Regions from separate parts of the Mus musculus genome. Here regions 2 and 3 are each linked to region 1. A link is a contact called in public Micro-C and promoter capture Hi-C data. All regions are on one chromosome and are shown on one strand. Each heading gives the region's core, a stretch centred on a gene start, on an enhancer-like site or on the middle of the called end of the contact. The rest is flanking DNA. Distances are from core to core; before and after follow the strand shown.

Region 1 (3,823 bases), core at 472-2,971:
CGCCCACCCACCACTGACATCACCAGGGGCAGGGACGTGGCTCCGCCCCTACAGCCGTGGCAGCTTGCCCTGGTTCTGCAGTTCTGCAGGGCTGCAAGCTTGGGTCCCCTCGGTGCGCGCTTTTCAGCTTCTAGTTGCCTCAAGACCCTCGCGGTCCTACTCAGTCCCTCCACCGCCCGTCACCTGACCCCAGTTTTGCACCCTTTTCTCCCTTTCTCCGTCTGTGTGCACAGATGGCTGACTGTGTGGGCTCCCAGTGCAGGGGCTTCGAAAGGCAAATTAAACGGAAGCCCGGTCTCCCTAATCCCCTTTCATTTCTGCCACTAACCTAGCCTTACGCGGTCGCCCTGCAGTCTTATAAAATATGAAGGCTCTTTTATTTTTCTCCTTTCGCATATCTCTTCATTGGCTCAAGTAATACAGTTAGCCAATGCGGCCATCAACATTTGATTAAAGACGCTAGAATTCAGACTGGGAAAGAGGGTGTGGTGCATTGCAGAAAAGGAGAAAAAAAATCAAAACTTAATTTCATTTAAGAAGTAGCCCTGATTATTTTTCCATCTTACACGATCCACTACAGGACCTTGCACGAACGCAGCTGAAGAGATATTTCTTTACTGCAGTCAGTGCTGGATCATCAAAAAATAAAATAAAGAGCGCAGGTGTGTGTGGGTCTGGGTGTGTACGTGATGGACGTGGGTGCGTGTATCAACATGTCAGTGTGACCCTACAGATGACTTCAGGAGGCCCCAGAAAGGAGTTGTACACCAGAGCTTGCCTTGGAAATTTCCTAAAGCGCGAAGAGTTTGTAAACCACAAGAAACCGAAATTTACCCTAGCCTAGGCTTCTTGCCCGACAGCCTTTCCAACCCCCTAAAATAGGTGTCTCTATGCCTGGTATAGATGCCCCTCGGTGGGTGAGCGTCGCGAATAGTGACATTCACAAGAGGGCACGCAGAGTCTATTTCTGGGGGCCCCCATGCGAGCCGAACGAACCCCCGGGGCCTGGGTGTGTACGCGCGCTCGCGTGCGGAGTGTGCGGGCGAGCTCGGGGGCGCTCCCGGGCGTGCGCTTTTGTGAGTGTGTGCGTGTGCTGGGGGGCCGGGTTATGTGCTCACGCGCTCTAGGCTGCGCCTAGAGCTCAACTGTGGGGCTGGAGAGAAAACTAGGGTAGGCAAGTGAGGGGGTCTGCACCCCACTGAGGGCGAGAGAAGGGTGATTCGGACCGGAGGAGTCTCTCCCCTCTGTCCTCCCTGGGCCCAAAGCTCCCCAAACCTCTCTGCAGGGTTGGAAGTGTCTGGGTTCGTTGTGGCGCCAGTGAAGGAGGGAGCAGGTTGAACAATCGAGTGGGCGCACCAGGACTCCCCGTCTCCGGGGCGGGGAGAGGAGAGGGAGCCCCGATTCTGCGCAGGGAGGGGGCGGGGCTGGGGGCCCCTGGAACGAGGAGGCGGGGGTGGCCACTGGGATGAAAATCAGTCACTACAGAGAGGCGAGATTTCGTTGAGATCGCACATTAATTGGAGATATCTGATTAATTCCAGAGTCTTATGACTATAAATGGTGATTCTCTACCAAGGTGTCTATATTATAAAAAAAAAAAAAAATCAATCCGTGTCATCCCCCACGTCAGGCCTGCTCGTGGGCGTGAGGCTGTACTTCCTCCGCCCCCTCCTAATGGAGTGAACCATTCCCAGCTCTCCCCCCCCCCCCCCAGCCTCTCACTCTCTCACTCTCTTTCTGTCTCTTCCTCGCTCCCTCTCTTTCTCTCCTCCCTCTGCCTTCCCAGTGCATAAAGTCTCTGTCGCTCCCGGAACTTGTTGGCAATGCCTATTTTTCAGCTTTCCCCCGCGTTCTCTAAACTAACTATTTAAAGGTCTGCGGTCGCAAATGGTTTGACTAAACGTAGGATGGGACTTAAGTTGAACGGCAGATATATTTCACTGATCCTCGCGGTGCAAATAGGTAAGTGGCCGCCCGGTACGGCTTGGTAGGCGACCGGAGATTGCCTACCCCAGAGGCGCCTAAGGGGACTTGCTGGCCAGGGTCTGCCGCTGGTTGCAGAAAACCCTGCAGACTCCCTGAGTCGGGGCATTAGCTCTTGGGGACTCTGGAAGGAGTTCTGGTTTGGTTTTCCTAAAGAAAGTGATTTCTTTTGCAGGGAAGTGTGTGTGTGTGACCGGCTGTTTTCCAAGGGGGGTTCTCCCTTTTCTCCAAAGCGCACATCCATTTTTTTCCTCCCTCTTTGGGGTTAAAACAGGATCTGAGCGCTCGTAGCATTTGTCCCCTGTTATACTGCAAGATACTATCTTGAGGGGTCAAAAGGTAAAGGGAGGAATAAGATGCCTAGGTAGCTAGGGCTGAAAAGTTTATATGCAGAAAGCAAAGATATTCTAAGGCTGCCCTCAAACTGCAGCATTTAGAACTTTGTCCTTCCTCCGCCCCTCCCCCTAGATCTTAGCTGCAGCGTTTGCTCCGGGCACCGCAGACTACTCCGAGAAGGATAAATCAACCAAATATTCACTGATATACTTTTTCAGGGTCATGTGTGTCTGTGATTTTTGGCAGATTAGCATCTCTATTATTTTTATACAGGAAAGTGGTTTAACGTGTTCGCATTTTGTCTTTTCGTGGGTTTGTAATTTTTGTTTGTGGCGGTTTATTGGATGGATTTATTTAGCCCCCCCCCCCATTTCATGTTAAGGAATGTGAGTCTCAGCTACACTGTTGGGAGGCTTTTTTAAAGTTTATATTTTTCCATCCAAAATGCAAATGTTTTAAGTACTAGTGAATCCGCTTATGTGATACTGGATGGAAACATTAATTAATGTAACTGAAAAGGGAAATTAAAGCAGCTTATTAATAGAATGGACAAAAGGAAAAAAATAGAAAGTCTCCCAGTGGTTATTCTGCAGATGGAGAAAACTGTTCGTGCCAGGCTGGAGCGTTCTTTACAGACAAATCCTTGCAGCATTTCAGGGGTGCGTCAGGGAATTTGTGTGGGACAAGAGAAGAAATACTTAACATTTTTTCTTCATAAGAAATATAGAGAAATTGGGGCTTTCGGAGCATTAAAACTGATTCTTTCTATGGGGTCCATATGCATTTGCCATATTCTTGAGAATTTGTTTGGGGGATTTTTTTGGTTGTTTATTTGTTTATTGTTTTGCAGAAACTGGGATTTTTGCAAAGCAAGGAGCATGCACCGGGATGTTGCCTTTTCCTTTAATTTTAGGAGATGACTTAATGCTTTGCATCTGGTGGTTTTGTGCCTTTGACATTAGTTCAAAGAGCTGCAACCATCCTAGGACATAGATCCCAAGGGCAGCAAATGCTGTAAGTGTTAGAAATAAGTGAGTGTGGCATTTTGCAGTTAGACGACTAATGTTCATAGATTAAGAAACAGCTAATGTTTTAAGATAGGGACTTCACCTGGAGGATGTTTGGGGACTCTGTTTTCCTAGTAGATGAGAATAGAAATAATGAAACAGTAATTTCAGGAGAGATGCATTTGATGAACCTCAGCCTGAAGATGACCAAAATTTTCATAGTGGAATTAAAATGTATGTTCCTAAATATCTACCTTTCTCCCCCGCCCCCCATTGGAGCCTCAGTCTTTATTAATTCATGGATAGAAGCTGTCCCAAATTACTGACATTTGGCAAGAAGCGTGGGGGTTGGGGAGGGGCGGGGAAGTAGAGGATGGAGAACGAATGAGGAAGTTTGGGATGAATGAGAGAGGTCCAAGAAATGAATGAGAACATGGAAACCGCACTGGATGGGGATGCAGAGGAGACAGGCCGGCTGCCTGTCTCGGGGTTACAGA
Region 2 (3,773 bases), core at 131-2,630, about 19 Mb before region 1:
CTACTTCCCTCTGGTGGTAGAGAAGGTAGGAGAAGGACCAAAGGCAGAGCCTTGCAGTCCCCACCACTAACATACCTGTAGAGCCAACCCAAGAAATGACTACAGGAGAAGATGATGTCCTGGGCTCTGGACACTGGAGAACAGAGAAGTGCTTCTTTCCTAAGCCCTAGTCTACCCCATCAGTGGCTGGTTCAGGGGAGAGGTCTGCAGGTGAGGCCCAGAGACAGCCTAGGGGTCCTCCGTGGCTACAGAGGCAGGTCAGGGCCACCTCAGTTGTGACCTGTTTACTCAAGAAGCTGAAGTCCCTGGGCCAGTTAACAATTGTTGGATAAAATCCTTGGACAAACTTCATTGGAGCGTGAGGAGCTAAGGAGGGGACCACTCTTGTGAGCCTAGAGGGTAAAGTCTTTGCTTGGGGAGGGGGGAGCTCTGGAGCTACAGTTTCCTAGCAGTGTATCGGGAGAAAACCCAAAGGCTTCCTAAGCTCCCAGCCCAGGGTTGTGAGACATCAGTCACCTGGCCTACCAGGCCTCTGCTGAAGCCCTGAGAATTCAGAAAGTAGGCCCCACACTGGAGCAAAGTTACCCTAAAGGAGGGCAGAGGCTGGCAAGGCCTACCTGGTGGCTGCCAAAGACCTGATCATTGTAGGTGCAAAACAAAGGGGGATGTGGAAAGGCCACGGGCCTGGTGGGGCTCTTGGGGTCTCCAGTCCCACTCGCCATGGCCTAGAGCCAACAGAAACGTTTCGTCTGATTAGAAGCCGTCATCTCTACCCCAATTCCGGAAAATTGACTGCGGTGCAGAGAGGAAGGCCATGAGAGCAGCCTTAGGGGAGAGGGTCCAAACTAATTAGAAGACAGCATCCGGGGCCCATTAGAGCTCGCAGGCTGCTGTCACTCAGCCGGCCCCGAGTTCCTGGGAGAAGCGACTGAGGTAGGAGGGGCCCGTCTGCCCCTCGAGGACGACACCACCGCTGGGAGCTGCAGCAACCGGGAACCGGCCCCCCGGCTCTGCCACTGACTGCCCTGGCGCTGGCTCGGAGGCGCCGGCTCAGAGCGATCCTGCTCAGCGAACCTTCACTCATTCTAAGTTGTTCTCTCCCGTGGCTGGGGACTTGAGGTGGCCCAGACAGGAGTTGACTCTCAGCGAAACAAGTCACTTGGGGCCCCCAAGGTGTGCACCAGCCGCCCGGGGCTAGCTGGCCAGATGCGTTTCTTTTGTGCGGCCAAGGGAGAAATTCGTGTGTCACCGGGGAAGGAGGGAGAGGCGCGGTGAGGCCGCGGGAGAGGGGGGGAGGTGAGGCGGCGGGAAGGTGGCTGCGACGGGGAGGGCGCGGGCGAGGCCAGGAGGGAGGGAGGGAGAGAGGGAGGGAGGGAGGACGGCGGGGAGGGCGCGGCGCGGGCGGCTCGAGGCTGGATTCCGCCCGCGCCCGCTCCCTCGCTCGCTTGCTCACTCGCTCGCGCCCTCCCTCCTTCTCTCCCAGCCCCCTCCCACCGAGGCCCACCCCACCCACCACCCCTGGCGCAGGGACTGCTGGAACCTGGCTGCGCGCACTGTCGTTTTCAGACAGACTCTGCGGGCTCCGACCCGAGCCTTAGAAACCGGCCTCGAATCGGGACTGGGGCCCGGGCCGGCCGGGCAGCTGAGGCCGGAGCAGCAGGAGCGCGTGGCGGAGCCCCGAGCCCCGAACCCGGTCCCGCAGCCTGGAGAGGTCGATGGAGCTCGAACGGCGTCGCTGTGGGCGCGGGCAGCCCTGGGGGGCAGCCGCTTAGGCGCCACTCTCTTGTCCCCAACAGGTCGCAGCCTGGGCGGCCGGGAGCTCCCAGCCCCGGCCCCTGGAGCGCCCGTTGCGGTCCCCACCTCCATGGACGCCTTCAAGGGAGGCATGAGCCTGGAGAGGCTACCGGAGGGGCTGCGGCCACCGCCACCACCACCGCACGACATGGGGCCCAGCTTCCACCTGGCCCGCGCCGCCGACCCCCGGGAGCCGCTGGAGAACTCCGCCAGCGAATCGTCCGACGCTGATCTGCCAGGTAAACGCGGCTCCCCCAACCCGCGGCGGGCATCCAGCCTCCGCGCACACCGGGCGGCTTGGCACGCAGCCGGGTCCCCTCTGCGTCTCTGCAGCGAGGAGCTTTCTTTTTCCTCCCTGGTCTTAACCTGACGATGAACACGGAAATTTACACGCGCGTTCGCACGCACACGCGAAGTCACTTCCAAACAGTCCCCCACACGCCAAGCCCTGAGTGGGACTGGCAGCCCCTCTGGAGCAGGAGCAGATAGCACGCGGGAGAAAAAAGTTGAGTTTTCCCTAACTGGTTGCTGAGGAGTCGCTGGGGCTCAGGGCGAGAAGCAGATGTGCAGGGAGTAGAAGGGGTGGCCAGACAAAGTGCCCAAAGAGACACCTTGACAGATGGAGGAAAGAATCCTAAAAGAAGAGGTGGGGTCACAGAGCAGGCTAGAAGAGAGGGGTCCGTAAAGCCGAGCTCGAGCTCTGGGGACAGCGAGAGCCAGCCAGCTAGGAGGCGCGGCCTGACTCCCGGCAGAGCCGGCAGAACCCTGCTGCAGCGGGGATCCTGGCCCACGTGGACACCTCAGCCCAGAGCCACCAGGGGTCCAGCCAGGGTGGGTTCTCGACTCCACAAATCCCCCAGTTGTCTTTTAAAAAACAAAACAAAACAAAACAACCCCGATCTCTTGAGCTGGGCCCGAGATTGGGTGGCTTCGGCCATGTCCGTTTCCAGGCCTGTCCTGTCTTGGAGCGGCTGTGCACGGGAGGGGGGTCCCAACCCCAAATAGTCACAGATCTCCAGGCTGCCTGGGACAGCCATCCCGGGCCCTGGGCATCTCTTCCACGTTTATTTAATCGGTATTTGTTTCTGTTTTGCATCTCTAAGTGACTTTTTTCCAACCTCTGTTTGCTTGGTTAGAAAACAAAGCTCTGAGTGTACTTTTGTTTTTAGAAGTTTTAAGCGTGGTGTTTGCTTAAAAAAAAAAAACCTGTAGAGATTGATTTTCAAATCAAATCTACAGGGATAAATTAACAATTTTAACTGTATGCTTCCTTTGACACAATTCACTAGGAGTATTTCTCTGAAATTTAAAAGAACCTACATGCCACAAGTTACTTGGAGAGATTTTTTAAAAGTCAATTCAAAATGGCGCATTTCTTTGAGATTCCCCCCCCCCCCATCAAAATCCATTCGTAGCAGTTTTATTTTGTGAATTTAAATCATCTCGCTGTAATGTATTTATCTAGGGTTTGGAAAGTATCTCTCCCAGTGTTTGTGTGAGGGAATCTAAAATTTACCTGCAGTGATGCATAGATTCTTTTTCCCAGAGAAATGGCCATCTGACTGGAGTTTATACACATTTGGCTGTGTGTTTAGTTTAGGGGTGTGTTCACAGGAACGGTTTTGACTTCTTGATCTACATTTGCTCCGGTTCTGCCTCCCTGGCTCTGAGGGTTTGTGCACCTTTCTGTTTCTAGGGAGAGAGCTCTGAGCTTTTCTAGGGCTCCGTTTTGGTTTGTAGTTCCTTTGCGTTATGTTTGAATGCTATTGACTACTGTGTGCATCTTGAGTAGCTTTAAAGAGACAGAGAGGCCCGGGTCACTTAGACAGAATATGTCTGTCTAGGCTGCAAATGGAGGGTTTTCTAGACCTCAGAATCCGAGGCCGGTAAGGCTGGGATCCAAGCTAAGTTGCGGCTCTGACACAGCCCTGGCAAGAACAACATTCCAGGCGACTACATGGCTCTTACCCCACAGATAT
Region 3 (3,288 bases), core at 715-3,214, about 20 Mb before region 1:
CTGGTACTGCAAGAGGTGGGTAGCTAAAATCCTCATGGATACTATTCCAAGGGTGCTGGCCCGACTTAGAAATGGGGCCATCACGGGTTCAGTGGTTGGACCCCCATGGCCTCAGAATGTAACCATAGCTAGAACAACAGTTCTGGGGGATGCGATAAAAGTGAGAGCCTAGAGCCATCTTGGATTCAGTAGTGCACAGTCATGCAGCTCTCCTGAAGAAGACACAGAGTCAAAACAGGGTAGGACCCACGAAGGCAGGAGGCAGAGCGGGATGCTTCAGTTATGAATTAGTGGCCAGGACATCCAGGAGCCACAAGAAATTGAAAAGGATGAAGCCCCTTGGCATCTTGGTTTTGAGCTTCTGGCCTTCTGAGCCTCAGAAGAGCGATCTTCTGTAAATTTAATGCACCCACTGTGGTGTGGTAATTTTAAGGAAGCCCAAAGAAATAAATACAGGGCCTGGAATTGTCACAAGGTCAGACTGGTGCCGGTATTCTGGGACCACCAGAAGCTGTCACAGGGACAGAAAGAGGCAGAGCTACCATTGCACAACTCCCAGCAGCCCTTGGGCTCCTGGGATGCCCAAGGATCTGTCAACAATTACTTTTTCTTGCATAATCTGATTACAGCCATTTCCTGCCACTTTTTACAAACCTCCTCAAGCCCTAATCTGTAACTGTGTCCTAGCTTTCTGCCCAAGAGCTGCTACAGAGGGAAGGAGCCACGGGGCAAGAGCTAGGCATAGGCAAAGAGGCTGTGCTTTCTCTACCAAGGCGCAGGTGTCCTGGACAGAGCCCCTTTGAAGACAGCAGGCTAGGCATTGCACTGGGCCTGAGGCCACCACTCAGATATCATGGAAAGGGGGGGGGGGCGCCTCTAGGGTGTTCCTTTTGTTTTTAATACCTGACTCCACGATCCAGGTTTGCTCCTTAATAAATAACTCCTCTCAGGTGCATTTGAGAGGCTGCCTGAGCCTCTATTGCTGTCCGGCAAACAGGAAAATGACTCGACCCACAGAATGAGGACATTTCTCTGGACTAGGCAAGTTTATAGGCAAATTGGCAGAAGGGATGGGGACGGAATTCCACTGTGTGCTTGCTGCCTTCTGTGGGACATCTCTCTCCTGGCCAGAAGCTAAGTCCCTTAGCCAGCTGGCACTGGGGTGAGCCCCTGAGGCTGGCACCATTCCAAAACGTGCGGCACAAGAGGATGCTTGGAAATGGAGAGAGCAAGATTTCAGGAGAAGAGGGGGTCTGCACACCCCCATATTACCTCGTGAGTCTTTGAGGAGGGGTACGCGGGCAGGGGCAGAGTGGGGTCAAGCCCCAGCTCAGTCTGGGAACTCATTGGATCTTTAGATCTTTCTCTTGCTGTCTTCTTCATTAACCTTGGCGGAGCAGGGACATCTATCCCTCCTCAAGACGTGTAACTGTTTACTGGTCCTGTCTGTTTAGATGCGAATAGTCAATCAGTAGCAGGCAAAGGGATGCGAACTCAGTAGCAGGCAAAGGGATGCGAACCCAGCCTCCAGCCTCAGCCCCAGCTCTCCATCACCCGCCACAGAGCTCACACTTTCTGCCAGGGCTCCTCCTCCCCATCCACCCCAGCGAGGGACACCCGCGCGCCCCTGGGAGGAGTGTGCCTCGGCCCGCCGCTAATCGCCCCCGGCCCCCGCCTTCGCCCGGGTTTCCCGGCCAGAGACGCCCCGGCCTCCCTCGCTTGATCCGGCTCCCGGAGCAGGCCGGGCCACCGATTGGCCGGCGGTAATTACGGGCACGCTCCAGGAGGGGGGCTGGGCGGGGGCGGCCTCCCGCGAGCATAAATTATGCAAATAGCAGGCGCCGCACGGGGCTGACCTGCCGCCTCTCGCCATTCACCCGCGCCGCCTCGGGGGCGGAGGTGGCCAGGGAGGGGGCGCCCATTGTTGCGCGCCGTACTTAAGGGGTCCTGAGGCCGGTCGTGTGCCACACTTGGTGCTCACAGGAGCTGATCTGATCGCCGGCGACATCACTCAGGAGACCAGCCCGGCGCGTGGCCCCTGCAGGCGAGGCGAGGAGGGCCAAGCCCATTCACTCCCTGAGCCCCTGCGATCTTCCCGGCCCTCGCGCCTGCAGCAGGCACAGGCTAGCCCCGGGTCGTACGGACAGTAAGTGCGCTTCGAAGGCCGACCTCCAAACCTCCTGTCCGTCTGTCGGTCCTGCACACTGCAAGATGCCTGCCCCTTTGGAGACCTGCATCTCTGATCTCGACTGCTCCAGCAGCAACAGCAGCAGCGACCTGTCCAGCTTCCTCACCGACGAGGAGGACTGTGCCAGGCTACAGCCCCTAGCCTCCACCTCGGGGCTGTCCGTGCCAGCCCGGAGGAGCGCTCCCGCCCTCTCCGGGGCATCGAATGTTCCCGGTGCCCAGGACGAAGAGCAGGAACGGCGGAGGCGGCGAGGTCGCGCTCGGGTGCGGTCCGAGGCTCTGCTGCACTCCCTGCGGAGGAGTCGTCGCGTCAAAGCCAACGATCGCGAGCGCAACCGCATGCACAACCTCAACGCTGCGCTGGACGCCTTGCGCAGCGTGCTGCCCTCGTTCCCCGACGACACCAAGCTCACCAAGATTGAGACGCTGCGCTTCGCCTACAACTACATCTGGGCCCTGGCTGAGACACTGCGCCTGGCAGATCAAGGGCTCCCCGGGGGCAGTGCCCGGGAGCGCCTCCTGCCTCCGCAGTGTGTCCCCTGTCTGCCCGGGCCCCCGAGCCCGGCCAGCGACACTGAGTCCTGGGGTTCCGGGGCCGCTGCCTCCCCCTGCGCCACTGTGGCATCACCACTCTCTGACCCCAGTAGTCCCTCGGCTTCAGAAGACTTCACCTATGGCCCGGGCGATCCCCTTTTCTCCTTTCCTGGCCTGCCCAAAGACCTGCTCCACACGACGCCCTGTTTCATCCCATACCACTAGGCCTTTGTAAGGCAACATCAATACTTTCTTCCTCCCCCAGTCTAAGAGCAATAATAGATGGGGAACTGGCTGAAGCCTCCGGGGGCCACACTTACCCCCAAGTGAATTCTGGGAGCTTTAAAGGGGGGAGGGGGAATACCTGACCACTTGTTAGGTTGCTGCACCCTCGCTGAAGCTGCCCTCGGTCTATTTCTCCACCCCCAGCACGGCCTCCCCCCCCCCCCGCCCGCCCCCAGACGGCCTTTCGTTTTTGTTGCACTTTCTGAACTTCACAAAACCTTCTTTGTGACTGGCTCAGAACTGACCCCAGCCACCACTTCAGTGTGGTTTGGAAAAGGGACA

The links. Promoter capture Hi-C pulls out the DNA fragments that hold promoters and counts their contacts. Hi-C and Micro-C count contacts between places; a contact is called where the count stands out from the background.
Region 2: a contact with region 1 is called in a Micro-C map of embryonic stem cells, with 24 times the contacts expected there. The contact joins the promoter of Pitx1 here to the promoter of Nrn1 in region 1. A contact is called at or near these places in 1 of 39 promoter capture datasets (second pharyngeal arch cranial neural crest) and 4 of 484 Hi-C or Micro-C datasets (all in embryonic stem cells).
Region 3: a contact with region 1 is called in a promoter capture Hi-C map of embryonic stem cells. The contact joins the promoter of Neurog1 here to the promoter of Nrn1 in region 1.

The regions. Positions count from the first base shown.
Region 1 is chr13:36,732,375-36,736,197 of GRCm38.p6, reverse strand. It overlaps Nrn1 (neuritin 1), which reads left to right and starts at 1,721. Exons shown (of 3, transcript NM_153529.2): 1 at 1,721-1,962. The coding sequence starts at 1,908.
Region 2 is chr13:55,829,032-55,832,804 of GRCm38.p6, reverse strand. It overlaps Pitx1 (paired-like homeodomain transcription factor 1), which reads left to right and starts at 1,380. Exons shown (of 3, transcript NM_011097.2): 1 at 1,380-2,033. The coding sequence starts at 1,865.
Region 3 is chr13:56,250,856-56,254,143 of GRCm38.p6, reverse strand. Neurog1 (neurogenin 1) reads left to right here and starts at 1,964. Exons shown (of 1, transcript NM_010896.3): 1 at 1,964-3,288. The coding sequence starts at 2,212. The coding sequence ends at 2,946.